Linked DNA regions of Mus musculus: all the other regions are linked to region 4. The links are chromatin contacts, called in public HiChIP or PLAC-seq and promoter capture Hi-C maps. All regions are on one chromosome and are shown on one strand. Each heading gives the region's core, a stretch centred on a gene start, on an enhancer-like site or on the middle of the called end of the contact. The rest is flanking DNA. Distances are from core to core; before and after follow the strand shown. Region 1 overlaps 1700024I08Rik (RIKEN cDNA 1700024I08 gene). Region 2 overlaps Aopep (aminopeptidase O). Region 3 overlaps Aopep (aminopeptidase O). Region 4 overlaps Fancc (Fanconi anemia, complementation group C). Region 5 has its middle 10 kb from the start of Gm40981. Region 6 overlaps Aopep (aminopeptidase O).

What was found. Promoter capture Hi-C pulls out the DNA fragments that hold promoters and counts their contacts. HiChIP or PLAC-seq counts read pairs in DNA pulled down with a chosen protein or histone mark. Capture Hi-C pulls out chosen DNA fragments and counts their contacts.
Region 1: an H3K27ac HiChIP or PLAC-seq map of embryonic stem cells shows a contact between it and region 4, with 4 times the contacts expected there. The contact joins two enhancer-like sites.
Region 2: a promoter capture Hi-C map of adipose tissue shows a contact between it and region 4. The contact joins two enhancer-like sites. A contact is called at or near these places in 9 of 39 promoter capture datasets (the C10 cell line, the HPC-7 cell line, cranial neural crest and 6 more), 1 of 15 datasets of contacts at CTCF or cohesin (the NIH/3T3 cell line), 2 of 484 Hi-C or Micro-C datasets (Sertoli cells and bone marrow-derived macrophages), 2 of 115 datasets of contacts at active chromatin or transcription factors (embryonic basal ganglia and large pre-B cells) and 4 of 9 other capture datasets (adipose tissue, embryonic stem cells, liver and 1 more).
Region 3: a contact with region 4 is called in a promoter capture Hi-C map of adipose tissue. The contact joins two enhancer-like sites. A contact is called at or near these places in 10 of 39 promoter capture datasets (the C10 cell line, the HPC-7 cell line, cranial neural crest and 7 more), 2 of 15 datasets of contacts at CTCF or cohesin (the NIH/3T3 cell line and large pre-B cells), 19 of 484 Hi-C or Micro-C datasets (LSK cells, Sertoli cells, bone marrow and 14 more), 10 of 115 datasets of contacts at active chromatin or transcription factors (CD8 T cells, T-cell acute lymphoblastic leukemia, astrocytes and 6 more) and 3 of 9 other capture datasets (adipose tissue, liver and pancreatic islet).
Region 5: a contact with region 4 is called in a promoter capture Hi-C map of adipose tissue. The contact joins two enhancer-like sites. A contact is called at or near these places in 11 of 39 promoter capture datasets (the C10 cell line, the HPC-7 cell line, cranial neural crest and 8 more), 5 of 15 datasets of contacts at CTCF or cohesin (CD8 T cells, the G1E-ER4 cell line, the NIH/3T3 cell line and 2 more), 70 of 484 Hi-C or Micro-C datasets (the 4T1 cell line, B cells, the BV-2 cell line and 43 more), 17 of 115 datasets of contacts at active chromatin or transcription factors (CD8 T cells, the HPC-7 cell line, T-cell acute lymphoblastic leukemia and 13 more) and 3 of 9 other capture datasets (adipose tissue, liver and pancreatic islet).
Region 6: a promoter capture Hi-C map of liver shows a contact between it and region 4. The contact joins two enhancer-like sites. A contact is called at or near these places in 10 of 39 promoter capture datasets (the C10 cell line, the HPC-7 cell line, cranial neural crest and 7 more), 2 of 15 datasets of contacts at CTCF or cohesin (CD8 T cells and the NIH/3T3 cell line), 9 of 484 Hi-C or Micro-C datasets (the HPC-7 cell line, bone marrow-derived macrophages, cortical neurons and 5 more), 9 of 115 datasets of contacts at active chromatin or transcription factors (CD8 T cells, astrocytes, embryonic basal ganglia and 4 more) and 3 of 9 other capture datasets (adipose tissue, liver and pancreatic islet).

Annotation. Positions count from the first base shown.
Region 1 is chr13:63,718,390-63,722,484 of GRCm38.p6, forward strand. The region is part of intron 4 of 1700024I08Rik (RIKEN cDNA 1700024I08 gene); the gene reads right to left. Among named protein-coding and RNA genes, the nearest start is that of 1700024I08Rik, 14 kb to the right of the region's middle. Within about 2 kb of position 1,327, at least 59 of the 459 cell types and tissues checked have an H3K27ac peak or open chromatin away from gene starts, as enhancers often do. A contact at or near this core is called in embryonic stem cells, where this site is marked.
Region 2 is chr13:62,977,087-62,981,590 of GRCm38.p6, forward strand. All of the region lies in intron 1 of Aopep (aminopeptidase O), which reads left to right. Among named protein-coding and RNA genes, the nearest start is that of Aopep, 14 kb to the left of the region's middle. Within about 2 kb of position 2,350, at least 53 of the 459 cell types and tissues checked have an H3K27ac peak or open chromatin away from gene starts, as enhancers often do. A contact at or near this core is called in adipose tissue and liver, where this site is marked.
Region 3 is chr13:63,070,434-63,074,775 of GRCm38.p6, forward strand. All of the region lies in intron 5 of Aopep (aminopeptidase O), which reads left to right. Among named protein-coding and RNA genes, the nearest start is that of Gm46422, 22 kb to the right of the region's middle. Within about 2 kb of position 1,723, at least 81 of the 459 cell types and tissues checked have an H3K27ac peak or open chromatin away from gene starts, as enhancers often do. A contact at or near this core is called in adipose tissue and uterus, where this site is marked.
Region 4 is chr13:63,327,520-63,332,021 of GRCm38.p6, forward strand. Fancc (Fanconi anemia, complementation group C) reads right to left here. Exons shown (of 15, transcript NM_007985.3): 9 at 4,322-4,374; 10 at 3,002-3,101. Among named protein-coding and RNA genes, the nearest start is that of Mir3074-1, 28 kb to the left of the region's middle. Within about 2 kb of position 3,127, at least 55 of the 459 cell types and tissues checked have an H3K27ac peak or open chromatin away from gene starts, as enhancers often do. A contact at or near this core is called in adipose tissue, embryonic stem cells, liver and 1 more, where this site is marked.
Region 5 is chr13:62,905,429-62,909,621 of GRCm38.p6, forward strand. No RefSeq gene overlaps it. Among named protein-coding and RNA genes, the nearest start is that of Gm40981, 10 kb to the right of the region's middle. Within about 2 kb of position 2,308, at least 43 of the 459 cell types and tissues checked have an H3K27ac peak or open chromatin away from gene starts, as enhancers often do.
Region 6 is chr13:63,021,613-63,026,380 of GRCm38.p6, forward strand. The region is part of intron 2 of Aopep (aminopeptidase O); the gene reads left to right. Among named protein-coding and RNA genes, the nearest start is that of Aopep, 59 kb to the left of the region's middle. Within about 2 kb of position 2,504, at least 25 of the 459 cell types and tissues checked have an H3K27ac peak or open chromatin away from gene starts, as enhancers often do.

The DNA.
Region 1 (4,095 bases), core at 77-2,576, 390 kb after region 4:
TGTGTTCTCTATGTACATGAAGGCATGACACCTGTGTGGCGCTCAGAAGACAACTTGTGAGAACTTGTTCTCTTCTTCCACCATGTGGGTCCCTGGGCTTGAACACAGATTATCATGATTGGAGGCAATTACCCCCCACCAGCACTGGCCACTCCCCCCCACCCCACCCCCTCCCTCCAGTCTCACTGTGTGACTCTGGCTGGACTAGAACTTGCTATGTAGACCAGGCTGACCTGGAACTCTACAGAGATCCATCTGCTTCTGTCTCCCAAGTGCTGGCATTAAAGAAGTATACCACTAGGCTAGGCTTGTGGCAAGCTCCTTTGACCCACTGAGCTACATCGATGAACCCTGCTCTCCTCCAAATTTTATCATAAGGAATAGGGAGCTAGGTTTTTGTTTTTGTTTTTGTTTTTGTTTTACCTGCCTATTCTCTCTGGTCTGTAGCATAGGCTACCCTGGAAATCACTATTTAGCCGTTATCTGGCCTCTAGTGGATGGTGTTTTTCCTCCCTCAGGCTCCAAATGCTGGAATCAGACATGACCCAACACACTGGGTAACTTCCTATTTTCAAGAGCAATAACTTTGTCAGAATGTTCCTGGTCGTTAATAGACACTTCCTGAGGTCTGCTCTACACTGTTTTTACACAGTGCCCCAGCATCAAGAACTCTCTACAGCCTGCTAAGGGAACTCAGGACATAACCTTTTAAGTTCATTTATACTTCTTAGACACCTTTTAACAGAGTGTTCTTAACTGAATAGTTTTGCCCCCAATAGTATCAGGAGGCAACTTTCATGGTTAATAAAGATTGGCTGCCACTGGTGTCTAGGACAAAGGGCAGGGCTGTATTCAACATCCTCAGATTCAAGGCATGGCTCCTGCAATGTCCACAACTCTGAGGCTCAGAAATCCTGGCCTAACATCTCTCCTTCCTGGGAGCTGATGTCTCTGTTTGAGAAAGTCAGGTTTGTGGGGACCTGCAAGGCTTATTTCAGCAGAGAACCAAATCCTTGATGGTACCTCTCTGCTTCTGGCTGGGAGCCATCTCTGTCTGCTGTACCCTGGCTTGGGTTTGCATAGAGATCTACTTAAGCCCTTCTAAAGAACCCTTGAAGCAAGAGCTGGGCGGACTGTTTGACTGTGACTAAAAGGGGAAGGGAATGCGTTTTGGAGGGGGGGGGGTTGAATGCTGAACTTTCAACCCTTCTTGGCAGTATTTGCTGGTCAGAAAGCAAAGCCAGCTGTAACTTGGACAGAGCTATACACAAGCAGACAACAGACTGCTATCTTGCAAATTGGAGGCTTTCGATGGCTTCTCATGTGGGCATTGGCCTCAGGCAGGAAGACCACCCACAGGCAAGCGCACAACGCCTCCCAGGAGGCCTCTAATCACCCACCCTTCTGGCCACCTGTTCTGGGGCTGCTTATCAGATGTGAAGGAGCCAGTTAATAACCATTTATAAGCTATAAATGGAAGTGGCCGTGGCAGGGAGCTGATAAACATTTGGGGGCAAATTATTTGTGTTGCTGGACTGTCATTTGCACCCCTCTTGAAAGTATGTGTTTCGGGTTACAGGATGTCCAGATGGCTGCTTGTGGCCAGCCCTGTCTGCTGAAGGGCTGGGACTATGATCTCCACCCTACTGTGGATACTATGGGCTGCTTGGAGAGTGTTAGCCTTCCCGGGCATCAGCCCTGTCTTTATAACTCTGAAGGAGAAAGGAAAAGTCAAAGCTCCCTAAAGGATTTCATGCCATATGTCTTGGGAATCTCTGATCTCAGTTTGGAACTAAAGGGGATTGACTGTACTCAGCACTGAGCTAAACAGGAGCGAGCTTTGTAGAAACTCCAGTCATTGGTGTAGATTTTAGATCCCCCCTCAAGAGATGGAAAGGATGGTGAGATGTCATCTAAACTGATACTGACAGTCAGGCAACTGCAGACCGTGACTTGGGAAGAACATTCATTCCACAAGGTGCTTTCCAGAAGTCAACATGGCTGCAAAGCAGTCAGCTTTGCTGTGGTCTCCAAAGGCCCATGTGTTAAATGCCTCTCCCCTCCTCCCCCATCTGTGGGAGGTGCAGACCTTAAGAAGTAGGGTCTAGTGGGATGAAATCAGGTCACTGTAGTGTGCTGGTTGAAGGGGCTACCTACGCCTTTGTCTCTCCAGTGGGATAAGCAGTGCTCCTGGCCATGAGGTGCTCCCACAGGCACAGAGGAAGCTACCACAGACTGGAAGCCCAAACAACCCGTTTTGCTCTAAGTTTTGATCCTCTGATGCATCTGTTTCAGTAAGGAAAAACTAAGGCAGCCATATTAACTAGGGTTGGCAACTGTGAAATTCAGAGGCCAAAGAGGATCTTGAACAATGGAAAGGGGTGCTGGGTAGAGACAAGGCATTTGAATAATAGAAGTGACACCTGGTTCTTTCATTTGAGAGCTGTAGTGAAGCAGAGCCAGCTGTTCTGCCTTTATCGTCCCAGACTGGATATGACCAGAATTCTTCAAGATGTCAAGTAGTGGATACTACTGAACTGGTGGCTGCTAACGTAGAAAACATGATCAGAGTGCCCAGGCCCAGTTCTGGACCTTAGGTTCTCTGTGACCTGGCTGGGGTCTGCATACAACTTAGTAAGTTGTGTACCTACGCCCTACCTGGGGAGCTACTATATGAAGTGTGGCCCACAGCTGGGCCCTGGGAGTCTGTGACTGGCTGGAGAACCATTTGAGGCCACAGCAGAAGGCTAACAGGGTGTGGAAGAGTAAATGTTATCAGGGTTTGTTCCAGACATCCACAAGGCATGGAAGGAGTCTCCACTTGAGAAAAGTGTGGCAGAGATCCAGGTGTCAGGAAAGGGCCTCTGAGGTGGCTTTCAGAAGACAGATTGTGTACCCAAAGCCCCAGAAATAAACTATGCCGTAGCCTTAGGGAGAAGAGAGACTTTTCTTTGTGGGTCAATCAGAGGAGTGGGGGGAAAGCAGGTGAGGCTGGTACAAAGGTCAGACCCAATCAGAGACGGATGCTTCTCCTGGTCTGTGAGGTCAGCAGGTCAGGAGGTTGCTGTGGAGAGGGAGGTACAGAGGATTCAAGGAGAGTGAACTCTGGCCAGAAGGAAGCAGGTCTGATGCTCTGGAAAGAGGAACGGCTCTAACAGAAACCATCCCGTCTTCAAGCAAAGGATGGCTGCCTTCTGGACTCTCCAGGCTGGGGTAAAGGAACAGAAACAGCCAGTCTGTAACTGGAAGTGAAGACTGTAATTGAGCAGGGTGTGCTTGATCCTCTATGCCCTGATTGGTTGCTAGAATGTACATATCCGAGAGGACCAGCTACGCAGTGACTCTTCAGGCTGGATGTGATTCTCACTCAGACCCACCTGATGCTAATGGCTTCTCTGACCTCCTTGTGTTGAGTCTTTCATGGCACTTTTGTTTCCTCTAGGACTGGTGTAATAACCCAGCCACGTGATATATGGCCAATACCAACCTTTCTGCTTCCAAATTTCTTATAAATAAATATTAGAGTTGATATTAGTCTATGACTTTAAAGGTTAGAACAAATATCAGAAAAGAAAACCTTGGCCTCCTATAAGCATACAGGCTTAAAATACCAAATGAATCAGTATTCTTTTCTAATTTAAATTTATATTAAATATTAATTAATTTTTTCTCCAATTTGGCCAAGCAAAGGGATCTTCTGAAAGCCAAAAGAGACAATAAAAAGAGAGAGAGAGAGAGAGAGACAATATAAAAACAGCTCTGTATCTTTACTGCAAAGTGTTTATTTAGAAGCTCTTGCAAAGAAGTTTTTGAACAATTCCTCACCAATTAAAGCTTAAATGCCTCTGTCTCAGGTAGCTGCCAAGTCTGATCTCTTCTCTTTTGGCTTAAAATGTCACTTACATTTTCATTTGGAACAGAAAGCACACAGATTCTGCAAGGTTTGTAAGTAACTTAGGCTCACCACCTCTGATCTTCAACCCACAGCAGAGTGGAGCTGGAAAATGAAATCAGAAACCCAACTACAGTGGTTCTTATAGTGTTGAAGTTTTTGCCAATTTGGGTTTGGAAAGGAATTTTACCACAGGGTGTTTT
Region 2 (4,504 bases), core at 1,100-3,599, 350 kb before region 4:
AGACCAGACTGGCCTCGAACTCAGAAATCCGCCTGCCTCTGCCTCTCAAGTGCTGGGATCAAAGACATGAGCCACCATGCCCAGCTTACAGAGGGACATTTTTAAAAATATGAATGATATAGACCTTTGTGGGAGGTAACATCCCTGGTCATGAGCTGTATAAGAAAGAAGGCTGAGAAAGCTAGTGAATATTTTCCATGGTCTCTGCTTTAGTTCTGCCTGGAGCTCCTGCCTTGACTCCTCAGTGATGGACTGTGACACAGAGTGTAAGCTAAATAACCCATTTTTTCCCTTTCTCAAATCAATTTTGGTTGCATCATTTATCATAGTGCCCAAGGAGCTAACCAGGAGAAGGTTGCTCAATGTTTCCTGGAGCAGCCACTTCCCTGACTTGTGCCTAGATATTCATGAGATTATCTGGCTTGTTTTTATAACTTTTGGGTACTTCTTTTTCTCTCAGTGTCTTTTTGGTCTGACTTTGTACACCATTGGCCCAAATGCATAAATTTCCAAAAAGTTGTGGTTGGAGAGACGACGCTGCAGTTAAGAACACGTGCTGTTTTTCCAGAGGACCTGCTTCCATCGTCCAGCACCTGTATCGTAGTTCACAGCCATCTGTAACTCCAGTTGCAGGGCATCCAATGCCGTCTTCGGGCTTCTGTAGCCTCTAGGTATGCATGTGGTACACAGACATGCATGCAGGCAAAATTTCCATGCACAATTTTTTAATTTGATGGTGATCTTACATAAATATTTAAACTATAATAGATTTCTGATGTTAGAGGTGTCTTTATGAGGTTGGTAAAGAAAGGGCTGGGGATGTAGTTCAAGAGTAGAATTCTTGTTTACATTGCATTGTTGAAGACTTTGGTGTGATCCAGCATAGAGGAAAAAAATGCTGAGCAGATCTTCATATCTTGCAATGAGTGAAAAAGTCCTTTCCTAAGAACAGGGCACCCATCTGGAGTGTACATTCGGAATCTCCCTCTGTTGGGAAGCTGTGCCGTGGTGTGTATTTATTCCCACACTCTGCCAGAGTACAGATGCTGATGGTCTGAATGCTTCTGTTGTTTTGAAGGAGCCTTGCTTTTGACTCTATCTGTACAGCCAGGTGACATGGTCACCAGATAAATCTCTAGGTGAAGAGAGCTTGTCTCCTTAGTGGCTAAGGAAGTGTGTATCCTAGGACAGGAACAGGGGAACCTCTTGCCCTTCCTGTGTAGCTTCCTATAAAGAAGACAAAGAGACTGAGTATAAGGCAGGAAGTGGGGGCTGTGGGGTCAGACAGGGGCCAGGATTGGGGGAGGTATGGAAAAAAAAAGTTATTACATATCCTGCAAATTTTGAATGACCAAAATCCCTCACTGTGCTAAGCAGCAAGCTTCCTGCTTAGGAAGCCCCTTTGCAGGTGGCTGGAACTTTTTGCCAGATGCAAGGATTTTTTTAAAGCATCATTGAAATTAAATGTCAAATTGCAGTAATTGGGAGTAGATCAGTCTTTGATTAGTTCTGGCATCTCATGTTTCTGTTAGGCATACCGATCCTGAAAGTTCAGTACTTTGTTTTAACAAGAACTCCCGTGAGTTTGTAGAACATGTGTAAATTTGGGATTAGTAGCCCATGTAGGTCAACTGCATTGCTGAGACCAGGAAACAAAAACAAAAACATGGCAATGATAAAGAGCAAGTAAAATTTTCATTGTGTTGTAGAGGATCTTTCAGCCTTTATGTAGGGCCACTCCCTTTCTGAGTGACCACTATGCAGTCATGCACTGTTCGTGGCTGCACTTTAACCTGGAACCTATACACTGTATAATGCAGTGGAGAGGAGCCTTGCTCTTTGCTTCCTTTAATGTGAGGCCCGGGGCAGCCTTGGGTGCCCTGTACTGGCTGTCTGTGTTGGTGTTTCCGCAGCAGGCTTCCACTGTCCTGGAGTTTGGCAGTTAGGCTGCTCTGGGAGATGGACTGTTCCCTACCCTCCTGGTGGGTGCTGAGGTCACAAGTGTACCCACCACTCCTGGCTACCTCAGCTGGGTTCTGGGGGCTGAGCTCAGGTCCTCATGCTTTCACGACAAGTACTTTACCAACTGTGCCATCTCTTTAACCAGTTATTCCTAGATTTTCTTTAATTTTATGTATGCAGTGGCTTAAGAGAATCCTGATTGCATGGCTTTGAGGGCAAGGGTTGGTTCAGGTAGCTCAGCTGTTCAGTCTATAAGAATTCTCTGAATGTCCTGTTTCCAGTGTGGGTTGTTGGCTGCTCCTGGAGGCTGTCCTTTCCTAGCCCTGGAGTCATTCATCTGAGAGCCTGCATCCCCAGCAGCCCCTGCCTCCCCCAGGCCGTGTGTAGTGCATGCGGTCCGCACAGCAGCTTGGAGAAATATGATGATCCAGTTCCAAGCGGGGAGCTGATTGTTTAATTATCATTTTGCCCTGGGGAATTCCAAGATATAAATGATTGTATGAGTTTCTGAGAACATTCACAAATATGAATCTCAATTACTAATACTGAAGTACCAGCTGTTTGTTATTCTCTGGGAAATCATTCCGAGATGTTGGGAAGAAAAATATCTGAGACATCACCAATAGTCTTCCTAGATTAAAAATGGTCCAGAAAATTGCTTGACTGCAACAGTGTTACACAAAACTAATAGTATTTGGTGAAATTCTCAAAGTTAATTTTAGAGGCACACAGTGTATTTTCATCATATTTACCTGCATTTTCCTCATGATGCCTCCCATACCAGCCCCCACCCCTTTTCAACTTCAGGTCTTTTTTAAAGAACCCACCGAGTTTAGTTTGTGATGTTCATCTAATTCTAATGGGTATGGGACTCCCTACCAGAGTAAGGATGGCCTTCCAGAGAGCCACACTTTTAAAGAAGGCCCAGACTTTTCCTTCTCCTAGAGCTTTCAAGTATCAATGACTCCTCAGGATGGAGGGCCAGGGGCCACTTATGAGTCTGTCCCAGCCCCAGGCTAGAATGTTGCCTGCTGTGAATTCATGAACATGGCTGTTCTGTCACATCTAGAAGACACTTGCTTAGGCTCAGTACTCTCTGACTTTTAGGGTCTTTCTGTCTGTCCTTGAGCTGTAGTCCCTAGGGTTAAGAATTTTGCAGTTCTGCAGTGTTTTCTGATTAGTCTTTACAAAGCATACTTTTGTAGTTACAAGGTTGTAAGGCAAAGCTTCCTTCAGAAAAATGCAATCCAAGAAATTCCAGGGAGCTGTGACTTGGCACGCAGGCTGTAAGCCACATGCCAGCAGGCTGCATGAGGCTGGAACTCTGAAGCCATGGTGAGGGCGAAATGGAAGTTTTCCTACTAAGAATTGTAGAATAAATTGTATCCAGCTTCTGGAAACAGTAAGGGACAAGAAAGAGCCACAAGTCATTTATTTCCCTCTTTCCTCAGTTCTCCTTGAAACAGGCTGGTAGATCTGGCCTTATGTCTGGCACTACAGAGGTGTCAGGCATTAGTCACAGCTGCTTCACATGGGATCAGGTACAGGCCCTGCCTGTCCTGTGTCACCTGCTGGCTAGTGATCTTTGCAGAAGTAGCTGACCCTGTGTGTGGGTTTGGGGGTGGGTGATCTGTCCAGGCAGCTCAGGGCTAAGCTCCTCTTGGAAATTGTTCTAAACCTTCCGTCACACTAGACTTCTTTCCTTCAGGGGAGGATAGATGTAGGAGCCCAGGCTCTGCCTGTTGCCTGGAGACAGGCCTTCAGGAGAGCTTGGCCACTCTTGCAAGAGTGTTCAAAGGATCTGTAGAGACTGTTCATCTGCTTATCAAATATTGACTTCTCCATTCAGAGCATGACAGAATTTCTACACCTGAAATCTGAAGGGAAAACATCACCCCAGGCCCTTCTTTCCGTTCTGAGGAAGCCAACTGCTTTCGACTCCCCTAACTACCCAATCCATGCTCTCCCTTACAGCCTTTGATCCTTGCCATGATTTAGGGAACAGAGTCAACCTATGCTTGGCTGAAAAGCACTTTTCTGAGCATTTAATTTCCCTGTCACTATTTTCTGTTTTTATTTTTGGGGCGGTGGGGAGGCAGGTTCTCTGTAGCCTAGGCTGGCCTAGAACTTATCATGTAGTGCAGGCTAGCCTTAACCTTAATGTGATCCTCCTACCTCAATTCACAAGTGCTAGAATTATAGGCACCAACCACCACATCCCTCTTTATCCATATCATTTTAAAATAATAGGTATACATTTGATTCCAGATTAAATAATTTGTATCAGGGTTTCTCAAGTTGTATACTATGATTTTAAGTTCATTATGGTGATATCACATTTATTTTAGGTCTTTTGTTTTTAATATATGGGGAAAAAACAAGTTAGCAAATCCAACGTATGGTTTTATGCTTATTACTTTCTAAGGTGAAGAAAGCTGGGCTAGAGAAATGGCTCAGCAGTTAAGAGCACTGACTGCTCTTCCAGAGGTCCTGAGTTCAAATCCCAGCAACCACATGGTGGTTCACAACCATCTGTAATGAG
Region 3 (4,342 bases), core at 473-2,972, 260 kb before region 4:
GCTCTGGGCTTCTTTAGCAATTACGTTTTAATTATAATGAGTACCATTTTAGTATTCCACTTTGGCAAATGGCATTCAGCATCTCCATGTGAACAAAAACAGGAAAATCATTAACTGTGTTAAAGGATTTTTAAAAATGTTTGGACAATACACAATGTTTTAAACATTATTTATCATAGCTTGAATAAGAATCCTTAAAACTCTCTTTTTTGGTCCTGTTTTTGAGCCAAATAGGTGACTCCAGTGAACTGAGGAAAACACATTTTTACAACTTGCAAGCTACATACTCTTGTCCCAGCCCTTTCCTTACTCACTGTTCCAAAGGAAAGGCACTTTCACTCTTGTCTGACTACCAGCTTGCATTTGGTCTTCCATGGCCCGCTCCATCTCATCTTTTACTCATTTGAGATATGTGGACTTTCTGGGTTTGTTTCATTTCATTTCTGCCTCTGTGAACATGGCATCTGCATGTTTTGGAGTAATAGGATGCAGTCATAAAGTTATGAATACATTTTAAATAAGTTTCTCATGTACAGAAAGTTCTCCTGCTGTTGAGATAATATTCCACCGTTTTCATTATGACCTCATGCATTCTCGTGTCTCAAGTTGAGATGGAACAGCCAACCCACTTTCCTTTTACTGAGAAATGAATGCAAAGGATGGTCTTGGTCACACTCCATACCTTGCTATAGTGTCAGTAATGTCAGTGACATGATAGCCTGGAACTAGACTTATGAATATTGCTTAAGGTGAACATGTGAGTCCTACCTCTCTACATGATTATTTTGCTATTTGTCTCACATCAGATCACAATTATGTCCTGGTCTTACCTATTTTTATCTTTAATAGTTCAGTTATGTGTCACAAAGCAGAATTAGGCTGGCAAGACTACCTTGTTGATATCGAGGTACCCCACCCCCTACTCTATAATTGAATTTTAAGAATCCTGCAAATTATCTCAATGCTTTGTTTCTTGCCATCAAAAGTCATGTGGCTCTGCATTTCAACTTCTCTGTTCACATGTTAGTCTTGCCTCTGTCCAGTTGGTAGTGTGGCTGGCTGAAGTAGCCGGCAGACACTGATCTCCTTTCGTTTTTTTTGTTTGTTTTTTGTTTTGGTTTTTCGAGACAGGGTTTCTCTGTGTAGCCCTTGTTGTCCTGGAACTCACTTTGTAGACCAGGCTGGCCTTTAATTCAGAAATCTGCCTGGCTCTGCCTCCTGAGTGCTGGGATTAAAAGTGTGCGCCACCACGCCTGGCTCTCTGACCTCCTTTCAACTGGCTCCACACCAGGTTGTGTGTAGCTGTCTGCTCAGTCTCTGTGTTTCCATCAAGCATATTGTCTGATGCAGCACTTAAACTTCAGAACCTGCAAGGGCAAGTGCGGTTGATGAGATAGATCTTCATTCCAGTCTGGGAGAAATAGGGAATACACAGAAGTGAAAATGTGTGCTCTGCAGAAAGTAAAACCAAGGGCACTGGAGGGTAGGGAGGGTGGCTTTGTTAGGGTGGGCTCAGGTCAGCCACGAGAGAATAAGCAGACACTGAGATATGGGACAACCACAGAGACGAGCTTTGTCCTGGGGTCGTGGGTGCTGTACTGTCTCGTGACCTGCTAACTAGAGCCCCAGGGCTCAGCAACTGCTGTTCTTAAGCAGAGCCTCCGCTGCTGGAACTAGCACAGCACCTGACTCCTAGCCTGGACTCTTATCCCGGTGCCAAGGGAGAAAGGTGACCCCAAGCCACATTGTCTTTACCTGCTGTCTGTTTCGTGATTCCTTGCTCACACGGTAGGGCACAGGGAGGGGAGCTCAATGTAAATGTTTGCTTGTCTAAGTTTTTAAGGATTTTTTTTTCTTATTGAACAAAAATAATGTTGACAAAGAGTTTACAGAAATAATTACGCAAATATTCTCAATGCTCTTGGTGGAGAAATATTGTAAAGCCCCTTATTAACACAACTTGTTTGGGTTGTGCAATGGAAGATGTCTGCATCTTATCCCAGCTCCTGACTCTGCATGGAGTTTCCTAAGTACCTCAAGTACAAACAGGCGTCCTGCACACACTTGCCCAGGAGCGACTGGAGCCAGGTTGCCCCACCCCTCTCCCTGGAGTTAGACAGGGTGTTGTCTTGTTTGTTCTTATCTCCCAGCCAATTCGTAATAGAATAAGCAAAGCACAACAGGCTGCTACAAAGGGCCTGTTGTTTTCAGCCTCTGACTGCACTCCTTTCTGCCAGAGAGGAAGCAGTCATAAGTTTCTGTCATTATCTTAAGTGGTAAGGTTTCACAGGCTTTGGAAGTCTTTCTTCAATTGTTTTTTCTTTTCTTTTTCTTTTTTTTTTTTTTTTTGCTAACTTACACTTTAATTCCCTAAGGCCCCTCCTTTAAATGCCAAGGGTTGTGCCCACAGTGGTTCTTCCCTGAGGAACAGGCCCCGAGACAAGTCAGTGCGTGTTCACTCCCCTGTCTGCCCACCCTTAACTCTTTGGCTTTCTCTCACAAGCTCCATACTTGGGTTTGCATATATGTTTTGTTTTGAGCTTCCATGGTTTCTCAGATTTTAAGTACAATCTCAAATGTTTTCATGGGTTGTTTCTTTAAAAACCCAAACATTTGAATGAGCACTCCTGTCCCTTGTGCCTTTTGCACAGGTGGGTGAGGTGACAAGCAGCTCACACCTTCCTTTTCTGTCCCTAGAAAAGTTTGTTTTTTGCAAGCTTGCTGGGACTGTTCGCTGAGCAGTGGCCCTCTGAGGGTGGCGGGTGGTGTGCCCCCTCGGTGCTTTCTTGACACTCTTCACTTGACTGCTGATTTACCTAACTTTGCTTCTCTTCCTACTGAGGGGTCTTCTCCTAACTTGTTCTGCTCGTCATTTCTCTTTCCTAAAGCAGTAACTGTTATCCATAAAGTATTGGATTTGTAGGCCTTGGAAAGCCCTGGCTACAATGGTTTTGCTGATCATCGACATGGTGACCTTGGCTTTTCCACTCACAAACCCTCTCTGCAAGAGATCTTTATATTAAAATTGTAAGTGTAAAATTAGCACAAAACCAAAATGTTTACTGATGAGTGGTAAAGAAATATATCTTAGCATTTTCAGTACATCATTTATTAAAGACTACTATGCACATTAATGCAACAGATATGACTGGGCATCTTTACATGAACAGTTAAATCCTAGCTGAATAATTGACACTACAGGATATGGTACATCTTCAGTATTTTTCAAAATTGATTGATATTTTGACTTTAAAATCCTCAACATTCAGAAGGCTGTTTCAAACAAATATGGTAGGAGTATTTTACAGCCAGCTTAAAAAAAAATCATTAGAAATTCTGCACTAATTCTAATGATCCGATTCATTTTATGATTTTTTTAAAAAATGAAACTCAAATCAGCAACTTAAGCATTCCTAAAGCCAAACATGCTAACATGAAATAATCAATTCAGAGATACACTGATCTCACACTTGCATGCTGAGGCATGATAATTGGGAAAATATAAGTCCTTGCTTCCTGTGATTAAATCTTTGTTTCCATGAAAGCAGAAAACCTTGTGTGCACAGTGAAAACCCGGCGGTGGTAACATTCAGCAGCTGCAAGTCTGTGACAAGTATTTGGAGCTGCAAGGAGAAGTGCAAAGTGAACATATGATGCAATGCCAGTAACTGCTGCCAGAAACACGTTCAACTCAGCATGTGTTGGGTTTGAACTATACTGGTTATAGGCTCAACAACATTTCACTGGGGCCAAACTTTTGTGCCCCTGCCCCCCAACTCAGTTACAGTGTTCAGGTATCCACCCACAGTTTAAGAAACAGTGGTCTTGACAGTAATCAGTTTGTATTAAGTTGTGCAGGGACTGAGAGTTTGGAGCTCCGACATTGGAGAGACTTGTCTAACTGTCTGGGGTTGAAGGCATTGCTCTGAGGGAAGACGATGTGGGTCATGGCTCAGAGTGGGCCAGCTCTGCAGTGAGTGTGCAGGACCAGCTTCTCATTGAGGGGTGGTCAAAGCGAAAGCATGGCTTCTGTTTGTCTAGAATCTTCTTGTTATGGAGCAGCTGTGCCGCTTGTCAGACCCACAAGTAGCATTTTATCATCATCGGACTGTGACCTCTCACCCTCTGGATGATTGCACTTAAGTGTTTCCTTTTCTTTGAACTGTTCACACACACGTAGACTGACAGAGAACTGCTGAAGCCATCCTTCAAGAGAACTTGCCAGGCCTTTGAAAGGCCTGCAGCAATCATCCTCTACCTGTGTTTGTAATCATCTCTCCCTTTTGATGTCATCATAAGCAGCTAATCTCTTCCAGTCCTGCACCCTGCCTGATGTGGCTAG
Region 4 (4,502 bases), core at 1,877-4,376:
CTTCAGGGGCCAGGGTCTTTCATAAAATGGGGGCTTGATTCCAAGCCCTATAGAGGGATCACTACTTGCCTGTAAGGAACCAGGGAGCAGATGTGAAGGCTCTTGCTCATGCCTTCTTAGTGTTGTATCTGGGGCTGCTTGGGGTGCTCTCAGCTAACTAGCTTCCAGGTATTTGATGTGGGACTAGACTTGTCCACTTCTTCCATCAGGTTTGCTTCATGCATTCTGACCCAGGCCTGTTGTGACTGACATGGCATGGCTTCAGAATGCATGAACTAAAGTTCTGTCCCTGTGAATGCCACTGTCTAAGCCTGTCCTCGAGTCGCTGCCTTCTCTGTCCCTGAGGAGCAGCTGTGTGTCCTTTCTGTGCAGCAGCTCTCCCTCCTTTCACCTCCAGCCCTGCCTTTGGAACGGGGTGTCTGGAAGCAACACACTTGATCTTGTTTCAGATCCAGTCAGACAGACATGCCTCCGTACTCCATCATCTCATTGTCATGACGAATATCCCTCTAATATGTTGGGAATGATCTATCTTTTAACATGGTTTTTGGTTGTCCCATCTGCTTCTTTCCTTCACTGGACTATGTTACCTACCTCAGAAGTCCTGGAACCACCTTGAGTGGTGGTCCCTTGCCCTACTGTCCCCAAGGCCTTAGTGAGAAGTGGGCAGAGTTCCTATGCTAAAGCCCCTCTTGTTCTTGTCAGCTTTGTCAGACTCTTTTAAAAATACTCTGTCCCATGTGAAAACTCCATCTACAGGGGACTCAGCACAATCCACTGTTGGTCTGTTCAGCTGCTGAACCCCATCCTGGCCTGTGGCTGCCTGTACTGTGTCTAGAACTGCACAAACTGAGAAAATGAGCTCAAGCCCTTGACTGCTGCTGAGCAGGGCACATTGGCAGTGCTATCTCATGCTGCCCACGTGGAAGTGTGGTGAGAAGACAGAAGCATGCCCGATAATCCCTGACTATGGGACGTGAGTGGGTTAAGAGAGCACCATACTTGGCAATCAACATGGTTGGACTGGTGAGACTGAATTCTGTACCTTATAAACAGATACAAGGTGACTCTTGCTATCCCACAAATATTCACCATAACATGTTTATAACAGACAGCAAATATACAAATAGCCCAAATGCCAGGAACCAGAAAATGGTTATATTGTGCTCCATTTATGTAGCAGACTGCCACAAAGCCACCTCTCACCACAGCCTAACCGAGCAGGGAAACTAGGCCCAGGGATCCTATGTGCTTCTGTGTGTCTCATAAAGGGCAGACACGACCCCAGCCAGAACCCTTTTGCTGTCCCGTGTGGCTAATCAATGTATTTTGGAGAAACAGGAGTCAGGAATGCAACCTCAGCGTGTGTTTACTGAGGCAGGCAGAAGAGGGGCACACAAGAGTCAGCACCACCAGTGGCTCAAGTATCGTCTGAAGGTGGCTTCACTGCCATGTATGTTATTATCAATAAGTGAAGCAAAGGAGAGAGGGTCAGCATGGACTAAGCAGGACAGCATCATGACCGGGCATAAAGTGTGCACCTGAGTCAGGGGGAGTGAGCCAGTCATACACAGTTCAGTAGGTAGGTTGTCAGGGGCAGCATCAGGATGACAAAATAAATTATTACATGTGGATGTGAAGGCTTTGCAAAGTCAGGAGACGGCTGCTCCCCTGTGTAGAGTTAAAGGCAGCTGAATCCTTATCTTGCCTCAAGCCAGGGCCCAGTGTGTGTCACTCTCACCCCTAGACACATGTGGTCAGCAGACACTATCCTAAACTAAAGGCACCGTTACTCCAGTACCAAGACCAGCAGAGACTTAGGGCAAACCCGGAACAACACTCAAGTCAAGCTGAGGAAAAAGCTTCCTCCTGTCCTCAGTCCCAACTTGGGCATCCTGGGAATCCAAGGATGATGTTAGTTGAAGGCCGTTTGCTCCCTGGGGAACCAAGAGTATGTGAGAGAGGACAGCATACGCTTACAGCTGTGCTCACAACAGTGAGTACCAGCCAGTGCATTGGCCGAGGTTTCCTCCCAGATGCCAGGCTGCGTATGCTCCATCTATTTAACTTCTCCAGGGAAAGAGGGATGGTAAGAATAAACCATGCAGGTTTATAGTTGCCCTAGAAAGCAGAAACCCCTGCTAAAACCCGAGAGACCTCTACAGCCTTGGGCTGAGTAGGATTTTAGTAGGTTGAGCACCTGAGCTCTGCCCTTAGTCAAATGGCAGACAGCATCACAGGGAATGAGGCCACAACCCACAAGAAAGGTGTCTAGAACAGTACTACTCTGAGGAGGCAAGCATCACATAAGCATTAGCCCTGTGGCCATTGGTTACAGCAGCCAAAGCTGTAGATAGGAGAAGCTCCTGTGTATTTTGCCCTTGCAGTTGCTGTCCAACCTCTGCTGATGGGAACCTAGAGTCCTCTGGTCTACTGGAGGCATCTAACCTCCACTCATTCTTCAAATGCCTTCCTTTTCCCATCCCCCTGTCTCCTGAAGCTCTGCTGGGAATAAAGACAGTGATCACTGAGAGCGCCCAGTGTGCCATTCCTATAGTACATCCTGGGTAGACTCCATGTCTCTTATTGGCCACAAGGCCAAATGCAAACAGAAGGACAAACACAGAGGGCCAGGGGGAATTCTCCCCCTAGAGAGCTGGCCAATGTGAAGCCACACTCAGGCACAGCAGTGGGCAGATGGTTCTAGGAACAGGGCATGGGGAAGAAAGACAAACTCCTAAGTTATTTTTAGTGAAAATGTTTCATCTCCACAGGAGTGGTCTTTTGGAAGCTTTCTTTGTGAACAAGACTCCACTAACATTTCTGAAAACAAGGCTGGGAGCGTAGCCAGTGTCAGAGCATGCGCCTAACACGTGTGAGGCTGTGGGTGGTCTCCAACACCAGAAAAATAAAGATCCTTTCAGCTCGTTACCAAATGCCTGTAGCAGCAGTAGCCGGCTTCACTCTGAAGTGACTAAGCAGCATCCCCCGGGTGAGGTACCTGCTTGTTTTCTTTTTTCAGAGCTTCTACCAAGCACGATGTGAAAACCTGAAGAGCAGCTAGTACTTCTGGGGCTCCGTCAGTTTCCAGCAGCACAAACCTGAACAAAGCAAAGGGAGGTGACAGCACCCTGCTGCTCCACACACAATGCAAGCCCATTAGTTCATCAGACTGCAGCTCCTGAGTGAAGGCAGGAGGGAGCAGCCACCCTTCCAGCCTCTCTCATATGGCCTTCCCATGGGTACTTCGGTGTTCACAAACCAGACAGTGCTAGCAACAAGTGTTCTGCTTTTACCAGTGAGGACAGAGCTGCCTGGAGAGTGGAGATTCCAACACACACAGTCAGAATCACCAGAGTGGGGCTGTGGAATTAGATGTCCTTGGTTTAGTTTCCGTGCCCTTTTACACAACTAACTTTTCTTTTTGTTTAAAGAAAGAAATCTCAAACTTGATTATCCCGAAACAAAAACAATAACATGTCTTCTTATACCTGTGGCCATTTAAGTTAAGAGTTGGTATGTTTCAAGAGCAACACAAATGGTAAGGTATTGGTTGTAAAAATTCCTTTCCTGTGTTGGGGCTTGATGGCGCTTGCCTTTAATCCCAGCATTCAGGAGGCAGAGGCAGAGGCAGGTGGGTCTCTGAGTTTAAGGCCACAAACAAACAAACAAACACTCCTTTTCTAGGTCTGGAGAAATGGCTCAGTGGTTAAGAGCACTTGCTGGTTTTTCAGACCACTTGAATTCCATTGCCAGCATCCGTATCAGGCAGCTCACAACCTTCCGTAACTAGCTCCTGGGTCCAACACCTCTGACCTTAGTGTATCTATAGGAATCCATAGGTGCCAACTCTCATGACTTCGGAGCAGAGCCAACTGGTGTGTTACACACTTCTTGTTACTGGTCCTTTAAACAAAGCACAAGTTCCTAGGACCTAGTCTTTCAAATAAAAACACCATTCTGCTGAAATGTGGCGTTTCCTCTGTCTTTCAGAGAGTTCTTTCTGTTCAAAATAGTTTTGTGCCTTTTGGCTTTCTTTAGGTCTGTGACAAAGCCCAGCCAGCCCTCATGTGGTGAAGGGCTGTACTGCATCTTTACTTGGAGCTGGGACAAACGCTGCATGGATATTTCAGTACCCAAATGAATCCCACTTCTCTACCTCATTTGAGTATAAACAGGTTAAAGAATGCCACCACACTCCGGAGGCTGTCTTTTCAATGCACAGCAACTTCTGAGTTTTCACCCCTAACTACCAAGAGCGCAAACCTCTACGTTCCCACACCAGCCAGAGACCAACTGTTCCCAAAGACAGTATATTTACCTGAACATTTCATCAACAATTCTGAAGATGGCAGGTTGGCAGGCTGCTTGAGGCTATAAAAAGAAAAGACCATGAAACAGAGAAATACAAGAGGAACCTATCAATAACAACTTTGGATTATTAGGCAAACGAGAAGTTTGGGGCTGCTCCAGAAAAGTGACACATTCCATTAGGTTAAGAA
Region 5 (4,193 bases), core at 1,058-3,557, 420 kb before region 4:
GTGCCAAAGGCTGCCCTTTTGTGAAGTGAAGAGGGGCAATTTCACTGAAGAACTGAAGAAAAAAAACAGGAGGGTCCCCAGGGGACCATGTTCCTTGACATGAGAACCTTGGACACACACCCTTGCCCTCCGGAAATGGCTGCTGGAAGATCCCAGTATCAAGAAGTCAAGGAGAGTACCCATTTCTCTAAGAGCAAAGGAATGGAGGAGTCTTTAGCCAGATTCTACAGAGCAGAGCTGGGCTTTCTTTGCCTGCAAAGGGCCAGAGAGGTTTGTGTGCCATACTGTCCCTGTCACAATTCTTAAAGCTGCCCTGGTATAGAAACAGCTATGGGCAGAACACGGTGAAGCCAACACTTCCAACACTCAGCAGAGCCTGGCAGACAGCTCTGTGTGCCACAATCAGGGGTGTGCATTAGATTCTATTTACAAAAAGATGTCAGTGCATTATAAAGGAGAAGCAAAAGCATCCAGTGGCGCCCCAAAGTTATAATCTCTGATGTATCGCAGTCCTGTGACGCTACAGAGGTGTTCTTATTTCTTGTGAAACGTCAGACTGCAAGCTTCACAGGAGACAGCCATGATCACATCCCATTCATAGCTCCCCCATCCGAATGTTATCTTGTAATATGAAATTGCCATTTTAAAATTGTACCCTGGTATTCTAAATACAGGGTTGATGAAGATCTGCTGGTAAAGAACTAGTTTCACTACCAACCTCAAGGAGGACATCCCTCATTCACAAGAGAGATAAAAACCTGGATTATACCCCAATGTGGGCCTGAGAACGTCATCTTCCTGTGTGACAAGAACACCCACCACACTGTGATGAGAGGTTTGAAAATAATTCCAATTTACATAAAGCGATTATACAACATCAGAGAGGGGGAGGGGGAGAGAGAGAGAGAGAGAGAGAGAGAGAGAGCTCTTTAAACTCATGTCTGCCTGTTCAAGTCTACAGTTCAGTTCATATCATACCCACCAATGTGGCGAGAGCACAGCGTATTTTTGGTTATTCCGTAGAAAACCAAGGGTAGTAACTGACAGAGTCAAGTCCTAGAGTGGGAAATCACTCCTTTTAGAAATTACGTTGAGGGGCTGGTGAAATGGCTCGGCTTTTGAAGACTAGGCTTACAACCCAAACATTAAGAAACCATCTTGACTCATTGATGGAGAGATGCTCATTCTGTAATGTGCTCACCATGGAAGCACGAGTTAGAGCCCAGAACCCTTTAAGAAATGCTGGGCAGGATAGCAGGGACAAGTCGATCCCTGGGGTCCGCTGATCAGCTGCTCTATTCCAACTGGTGAGCACCAGGCTATTGAGAGACTCTGCTCCCCCTCGACCCAAAAGGTAGGCAGAGCATGGAGAAAAACATTGGAGGCCGTCCTCTGGCCTCACACATGTACAAAAGCATCAAAGATCATATCACAACCATACAGAAATCTATAAACATGGAGATGCAGTCACTGTGTATTTCTAAGTAGAAATACATCTGAGTGATGATATGATGGTGCACACCTTTAATCCCGGCACTTGGGAGGCAGAGGAAGGAGGATTTCTGTGAGTTTGGGACCACCCTGGTCTACAAAGCAAGTTCCAGGACAGCCATGTCTCAAAATTAAAGAAAGAAGACGCTGAGATAATCTTTAAAGATTCAACAGAGAAGTCTCGATGAGCGGCGGCGGCACGCACAACGTGGACACAGGACACGCAGTGGGATGCATAGCATGCTTCAATCTACTTCCAAACTGATATACATTAATAACCAAGAGCCCTACCACAAAGCCATATAATGACATCTGCTCTTATAACAGCAGACAAACTGGCAAGAAGGAGCCAGACATAAATAACTGAAGAGAAGTAAGGAGATTGTGGTCCAGCAGGCGGGGAAGGAAACAGTGGAGGTCAGCGTGCTGGGAAGCACCTCACCCTGATGTCCTCTGGCGCTCAAGATCACCTCCCAGTAGCATCTTCGTGTCAATCACACATTGATAAACACTGGTAATGGGACTGCTTGAGAGAAATGGTTCTCTGAGGAATTCATCTGGCTTTTAAGTGTAGCTCCATTACAGGATTACATGGCGCCACCAAGTCCAATACCCAAGAAGAGAGAACAGAAAATGGGACCCAAGTTGCTCGGGCAAAATGACAAAGGAGACGGTTCTGATTCTGTGGCAGCAGATAATATTTCCTCCTTCCCAAGAGCTATGGTGCATTTTTAAAAAGCAAACGGAATAAAGATGTGGGCGGGAAGTTCTTCCGTGGGATAAGCAGATGGGGAGGAAGAAAATCGAAAGCAGGTGAACTGCCAGAGAAAAACGGCAGTCCCGGAGAAAAACATCAAAATGCGAGCATTCATTATATGCCAGTCTTCGGGAAATGAGGGGTAACAAACCAGAAAAATAGTAATTTAGTGTAGGTTGGGCAAGTGATTCTTTGCCCAAAGGCAACGAAAGAGAGAAGCAAGCATCTTTAAATGCTGGCAATTACGCAGATGGCAGAAAAAAAAGAAAGACTGAGTTTCATTCCCGCATAGTAAGGGAGGGTACTGGGAAGGTAGAGCAATCTGAAGTGTTTACAGTTTTGACATAGCCTACAGCTCAGCAGGCATTCAGAACACATTATCTGCGCTGTGAAAATTTACCCTCAGAAATTACTGAAATTAATCAAGAAGTTAAACATTTATTAAAAACAAGCTTGGAAGTTACAGGAGAAAGGTCAATTGAGAGGAGCCAAGCCAGACGGAGTGTGCGTGCTTCTGCCTGTGAAATGCACTGTTTGCTTAGGAGCAAAGGTTCATGAGCAAATGAAGCATGTGGAGACTCATGCGCATTCCCTTTGGGGACTCTCGTCTGCACTTGGGAAAACAGCTGCTGCTGTCAGCAGTCCTTGAAAAGAGCAGCTGATGCAACCCTTAACTGACCTGGGGCCCTTGACCCCTCTGTGACGTTAATACTCCGCTTGAGCATTTGGGCAACATTGCAGATTAAATACAGCCCCAGGTTGTTCAGGCCTCAGTTACCAAGGTCTAGACTCCAACGTCCAGGTAGTCTGCCCCTCCCCACACCCTTTACGCCACAGGGTAAGCACACAGGAGACCTCTGAGCCCACACAAGGAGGCTCTGCTTTGCTGCCTTAACCCAGAAAGAGAAATAAGCTACGGGGAGGCAAACACTCAAGAGAGATTTTCCTCATGATCCCTAATGCACCCCTGGGGGGGTATTGTTGGGGGGGGGGGAGGTAGAACTAGGATTCAACAGGAAGAACTTCCTCCCATATTATACCAAAATGAGGACATCTAGAACTGTCCCATGGCCAAGAGGAAGAAGCCGTAAGGAGAGTGCCCTGCCTCATTTTTACCAAATCACCTTTGCACAAGAACCACCATACTGGTGTCTTAGAACTTTTTGTGGCTTTTGTGTGTGTTTGTTTCCAGTACTGGGAATTGCACCCAGGACCTTGCACGTACTAAGAAAGCATGCTTCCACTACTCCTTGCCCTGGAGCAATACTTCATGGAAAGCAATGAGATCACTTTTCAAAGCTGTCCCTTTAGCATCTTTCTGTTAGCCTAGAACTTACATCTTGGAGCTGCGTGGGACTCTGAAGGGTCTGTGTGGGGAAACAAAAGAAAATTATCCATAAGCTGGAGAGCTAGAAATATCTCTGTTCAAATGTAGACTTTGTCACTTACGAGCAGTGTGATCAAGGGCAAGATGCTCATCCACCAGACCTCAGTTTCATCATTTGCAAGACAGAAGTCTACATTCTGCAAAGGCTTGATGCAATGGCTTATGGGAGCTAATGTGTTTAGAATAGTTACAGTAGCTCAGAACACCCTCCCCTAGGAAACAGTAGCTGGTGCTATTAACTCTCATGATTGTTAAGTACACAAGAATTTTGTAACACAATTTTTCTCTAAATGTTGTTCATTTTAAATGCTGATGTGAACGTCAGTCTGACTCACACTATGCATCCTCTGTGCTTTGTGAGAGATTCCCTGGTAAGCTATGGTGAAGTCAAAACCGGATCAGTAACCAGGCTGGGGATGTCTGTAGCTCGGCTGCTAGAGTGCTTGCCTGATACTCACAAAGCCCTGGCTTCAGTCCCCATCTCTAGCACACACACAGTAATCTCAACACTCAGAAGGTAGAGCCAGGAAATCAGTTCAAAGACATCCTTGGCTGCAT
Region 6 (4,768 bases), core at 1,254-3,753, 310 kb before region 4:
TAATTTTATATCCAGCTACTTCACCAAAGCTGTTTATCAGGTTTAGGAGTTCTCTGGTGGAATTTTTAGGGTCACTTATATATACTATCATATCATCTGCAAAAAGTGATATTTTGAGTTCCTCTTTTCCAATTTGTATCCCCTTGATCTCCTTTTGTTGTCGAATTGCTCTGGCTAATACTTCAAGTACTAGGTTGAAAAGGTAGGGAGAAAGTGGGCAGCCTTGTCTAGTCCCTGATTTTAGTGGGATTGCTTCCAGCTTCTCTCCATTTACTTTGATGTTGGCTACTGGTTTGCTGTAGATTGCTTTTATTATGTTTAGGTATGGGCCTTGAATTCCTGATCTTTCCAAAACTTTTATCATGAATGGGTGTTGGATCTTGTCAAATGCTTTTTCTGCATCTAACGAGATGATCATGTGGTTTTTGTCTTTGAGTTTGTTTATATAATGGATTACATTGATGGATTTTCGTATATTAAACCATCCCTGCATCCCTGGAATAAAACCTACTTGGTCAGGATGGATGATTGCTTTAATGTGTTCTTGGATTCGGTTAGCGAGAATTTTATTAAGGATTTTTGCATCGATATTCATAAGAGAAATTGGTCTGAAGTTCTCTATCTTTGTTGGATCTTTCTGTGGTTTAGGTATCAGAGTAATAGTGGCTTCATAAAATGAGTTGGGTAGAGTACCTTCTACTTCTATCTTGTGAAATAGTTTGTGCAGAACTGGAATTAGATCTTCTTTGAAGGTCTGATAGAACTCTGCACTAAACCCGTCTGGTCCTGGGCTTTTTTTGGCTGGGAGACTATTAATAACTGCTTCTATTTCTTTAGGGGATATGGGACTGTTTAGATGGTCAACTTGATCCTGATTCAACTTTGGTACCTGGTATCACTTCTAAAGAGCCTGACTGTTTAAAAAACAACAACAAAAAAGAATTTCCACAAGAAAAAGAATATTCGAGGAATCTAAGTGAAGCGTGCCATGTTTTGCTAAGTGTGACAGACACGGTGACTGTAAAAGGGAAAGGAGCTGTGGGGTGCAGAGGAACTTCTTATTTTTAAATGAACTTAACACATAAACTGCTTAAAATTAAGTTGACTTAAAACATAGCTGCAACCTTCAGAAGAGGCTGCCTTTCCTGGATCCCCCACTACCCATAAGATTGCCCAGGTGCTTTCACTAAGTGCCCTGGTGCTTTTACTAAGTGCCCAGGTGCGTTCACTAAGTGCCCTAGTGCTTTTACTAAGTGCCTTTCTTTTCTGAAGAATAAAGAGTATAGTTTATTCTTTTGGGGAGTTGTCACTAGCTCGTCCACTATTATTCTAGTTCTGAAAGAGAGTTGCTCAAAGTAGAACACCCAGCTCTCTGTCTCAGCCACTCAGGGCTTGTGCCAGTTCTTGAACCTAAATGTCCTCTCTTGCCTGAGCCCTGGGATACTCGATCACAGGTGACATTTCAAAGTGACTGATGGAGGGAATCCTTATGTAACAATCTAGTGGCAGACTTCTTAGATTGATGTTTACTTTATGTGCTGTGTGTGTGCCTTTCAAAGTAACTCTATGAGAGCGAAAGTGGACCAAGAATGTGTACAGGTGACCCTTTAAAGCTGGAGAGAAATGGGGACTTAACATGTTTTCCACTTTGAGTCCTCAGGATACCTAAAAAACTATGAAAGTGGAAATCTATTTGAAGAACATGTGCTTTTCTTCACTCTTGCATTTCTTAAGGTTTTTCCATTCCACTAAAGGAAAAGTTATTTAAAACTAAGGCATCCCTTCTAGAAAGCCTCGCTTTCCCCTGATGATCATAATGGTAGTTGGGAAAGCAGCCAGCTGCCCCAGGAAGTCTGGCATATTAGTTGATGATGTCACCAAATGAGAGTTGAGTGGAGGAGAAAATATAATTCAAAACTATAATTTAGGGGAATAAATAACCTGGGAAAAAATATTAAACTTTAAACTTCCCTACAGCATTTGTGATGTTTCTTTGTTTTAGAAAATGCCAGGGCAAAGCTGGTAAGAACTAACTTTTCTGGCGTGTTCATTCAATTGCTGGGCACACTACTCGTATTTTTAGGTTAACATCAAAGCCAGATGTTAGACAGACATACTGCTTCCCCACTGAATTAACTTTAGTGCTTTATAGCTCACTACACAAGGAGGCTTTAAAAAGAATGAGTGGAAGAGCTCAGATTTCTGTTTGACTGTTTTCATTTAATATTCATACACGCATATAATGTGCTTGGATCTAACTTTCACTCCCTCCCCCGCCCAGTTCCTCTCCTATCCCTTTCCACCACCTTCCCTCCCTATGTCACATGTTCTCCCTCCTCCTCCTCCCTCTGTCCCTCCCTCCCCCTCCCTCTCTCCCTTCCTGAATGTCTGTCTTCCCTTCTCTTTCCCCTGCCTCTCCCTCACTTTCTGACTCTGCTTATTGTGTGTGCACTGGGGCCATCCACTGGAGCATGGACAACCTCTCAGGAGCCCCATTCTTGATAGTTTACTCTCCGTCCTCCAGCAGCCTTCTGCTGCCAATGGCTTCTCAGATAGAGGTGGGACTTCTCCCTCTGCCATTGCTGAACATTGATTTTATACACGATGGCTTGACTTTATACAGTTCTTGTACAATTAAGACTATCCATATACTATATTTGGATTTTTCCCTCTCAGCTCACCCCAGGTCCTCCCTATGCTCTACTCATCTAACGTTATCTTCTTTCTCTCTTTTAAAACAAAACAAAACAAAACCATAAAAATGTAAATCAAGTCAATCAGGCAAAAGACCAATATGACAAAAATGCCAAACAAAGCTAAACGAAGCAAAGCGTTCACAAAAACACCATTGAGTTAATTTTGTGCTGGCCAACTAACTCCTCCTGGGCTTGGGGCTTGTCTTGGAATGTGGCTGATATATACTCAGTGGCCCACCATTGGAAAAGTTGATTTTCCCTTTGCCAGTGGGTATCAGATGGAGATAGCTTCTTGGTTAGGGGTGGGATCCTATGTCCACTTTTCCCTCTCAATGCTGCAAACTGTCTATCTTGAACCTGTGCAGTTCTTGTGCATGCTGCTACAGTCTCTCTGAGTTTATATGCACATGCGTTGTACCTGAAAGACACTAGTTTGATCGAGTCCTCTGTCATGTCATCTCTGGCTCTTACAATCTTTCTGCCTTTTCTTCTGCATGAGATCCCTGAGCCTCAAGGGATCATATACAGATATTACAAATGTAGCCATAGCTGCTGAGAGTGATGTGTGTAGCAGCCCAGTTTCACTGCAGATGTCCACTGTCTCTTGACTTATTCTGATTCCCTCTTTCTATCATGATCCCTGAGCTCAGGGGGTGTGACATAGATGTCTTGTTTAGAGCCAAGCATTCCAAAGTCTCTGATTTTCTGCCCACTGATCAGTTGTAAGTCTCTGTATTAGTTACCACATCCTTTAAAAAGAAGCTTCTCCATTGAGGCTGAGAGGTGCACTATGGGTATAATAAAGATAAGAGTTTGGGAGCAGTTTATTACTATGTCCATTTAGCAGAATTGTAGCACTAGGTTCTCCCCTGGAGCCCGTGACATCCAGAAATGAGTCTTGGGCCCAGTTAACAATATCAGGCATAGATTCCATCTTGTGGAACAAGCTTCAAACAAAACCATAAATTGGTCAGAAATTGGTTGATTGCTCCTACAACATCCATGATGCTATCGTGCCAGTGGGCATATTGTGCGAGGCTAAGCATTGTAGCTCACAGGCTTCATAACTGTATAAGATTGTTGATTCTGTTTCGTTCCCAGTAGTGTACATAAAACCTTAGCACTGAGAAAGCTAGCTATTAGGGATGAAACTTCCAAGTGATTCCACCTTGATTCTTTTGTCCTGTGACTCAAGTATGTGGTATCTTACCATCAAGTTCTGGAGGGTATCCAGGACAATGACAAGAGCCTGTAATGTTTTGGGAGAGGATCATGGGATCCCACTAACCTACAACTTAAAGGGAAGTGACCCATACAAGCAGTGGGATTTTTATGATAATCTATAATGTCTTGAGGAGATATATTGTTTCCCTGTTTTAGAGTAACTCCATTTTAAACTTTCTTATGTAGATATGTACATGTGTATGTATTTGAGTAAGTTTCTGCAGCAACAAACTTCCATATAATCCTTTTCAAGGCCATTAGTATTCATTATCCTGTCCTGCACTCCCTCCTCTTCCCCTTCCCATCCACATACCATTTAACCCTTCCCATTCCATTTTCCTTTCCTCTCCATACTACCTGCATTCTGACTTCTTTCCCTTGAAACAACTCCTCCCCATAGACCCTTCCTAGCTCCCTGATCTCTATGAGTATTCCAGCTTAAACATACCTAAGATTCAAGTCTGGTATCCACATATAAGAGAACCTGTGGATCTTGTCTTTTTGTGTCTGGGTTGCCTCTGAAAGATTATTTCCAGTTCCATCCATTTCCTGCAAATCTCACTATTTTTTTTACAGTTGAATAATATTCTATTTTATATTTGTGAACCACATTTTCATTATCCACTCATCTATGGCTGGACTTAGGTTGTTTCTGTTTCTTGGCTGTTGTGATTAGAGTAGCAAAGAACAGTGATGAGCAGGTATCTCTCTTGTAGGATGTAGAGTCATTTGGAATATTCCCAGGACTGTTATAGCTTGATCATATGGTAGATATATTTCTAGCTCTTTGAGGAACCTCCACGCTGTTTACACTCCTGCCAGCAATGAGGAAGTATTCTCTTTCCCAC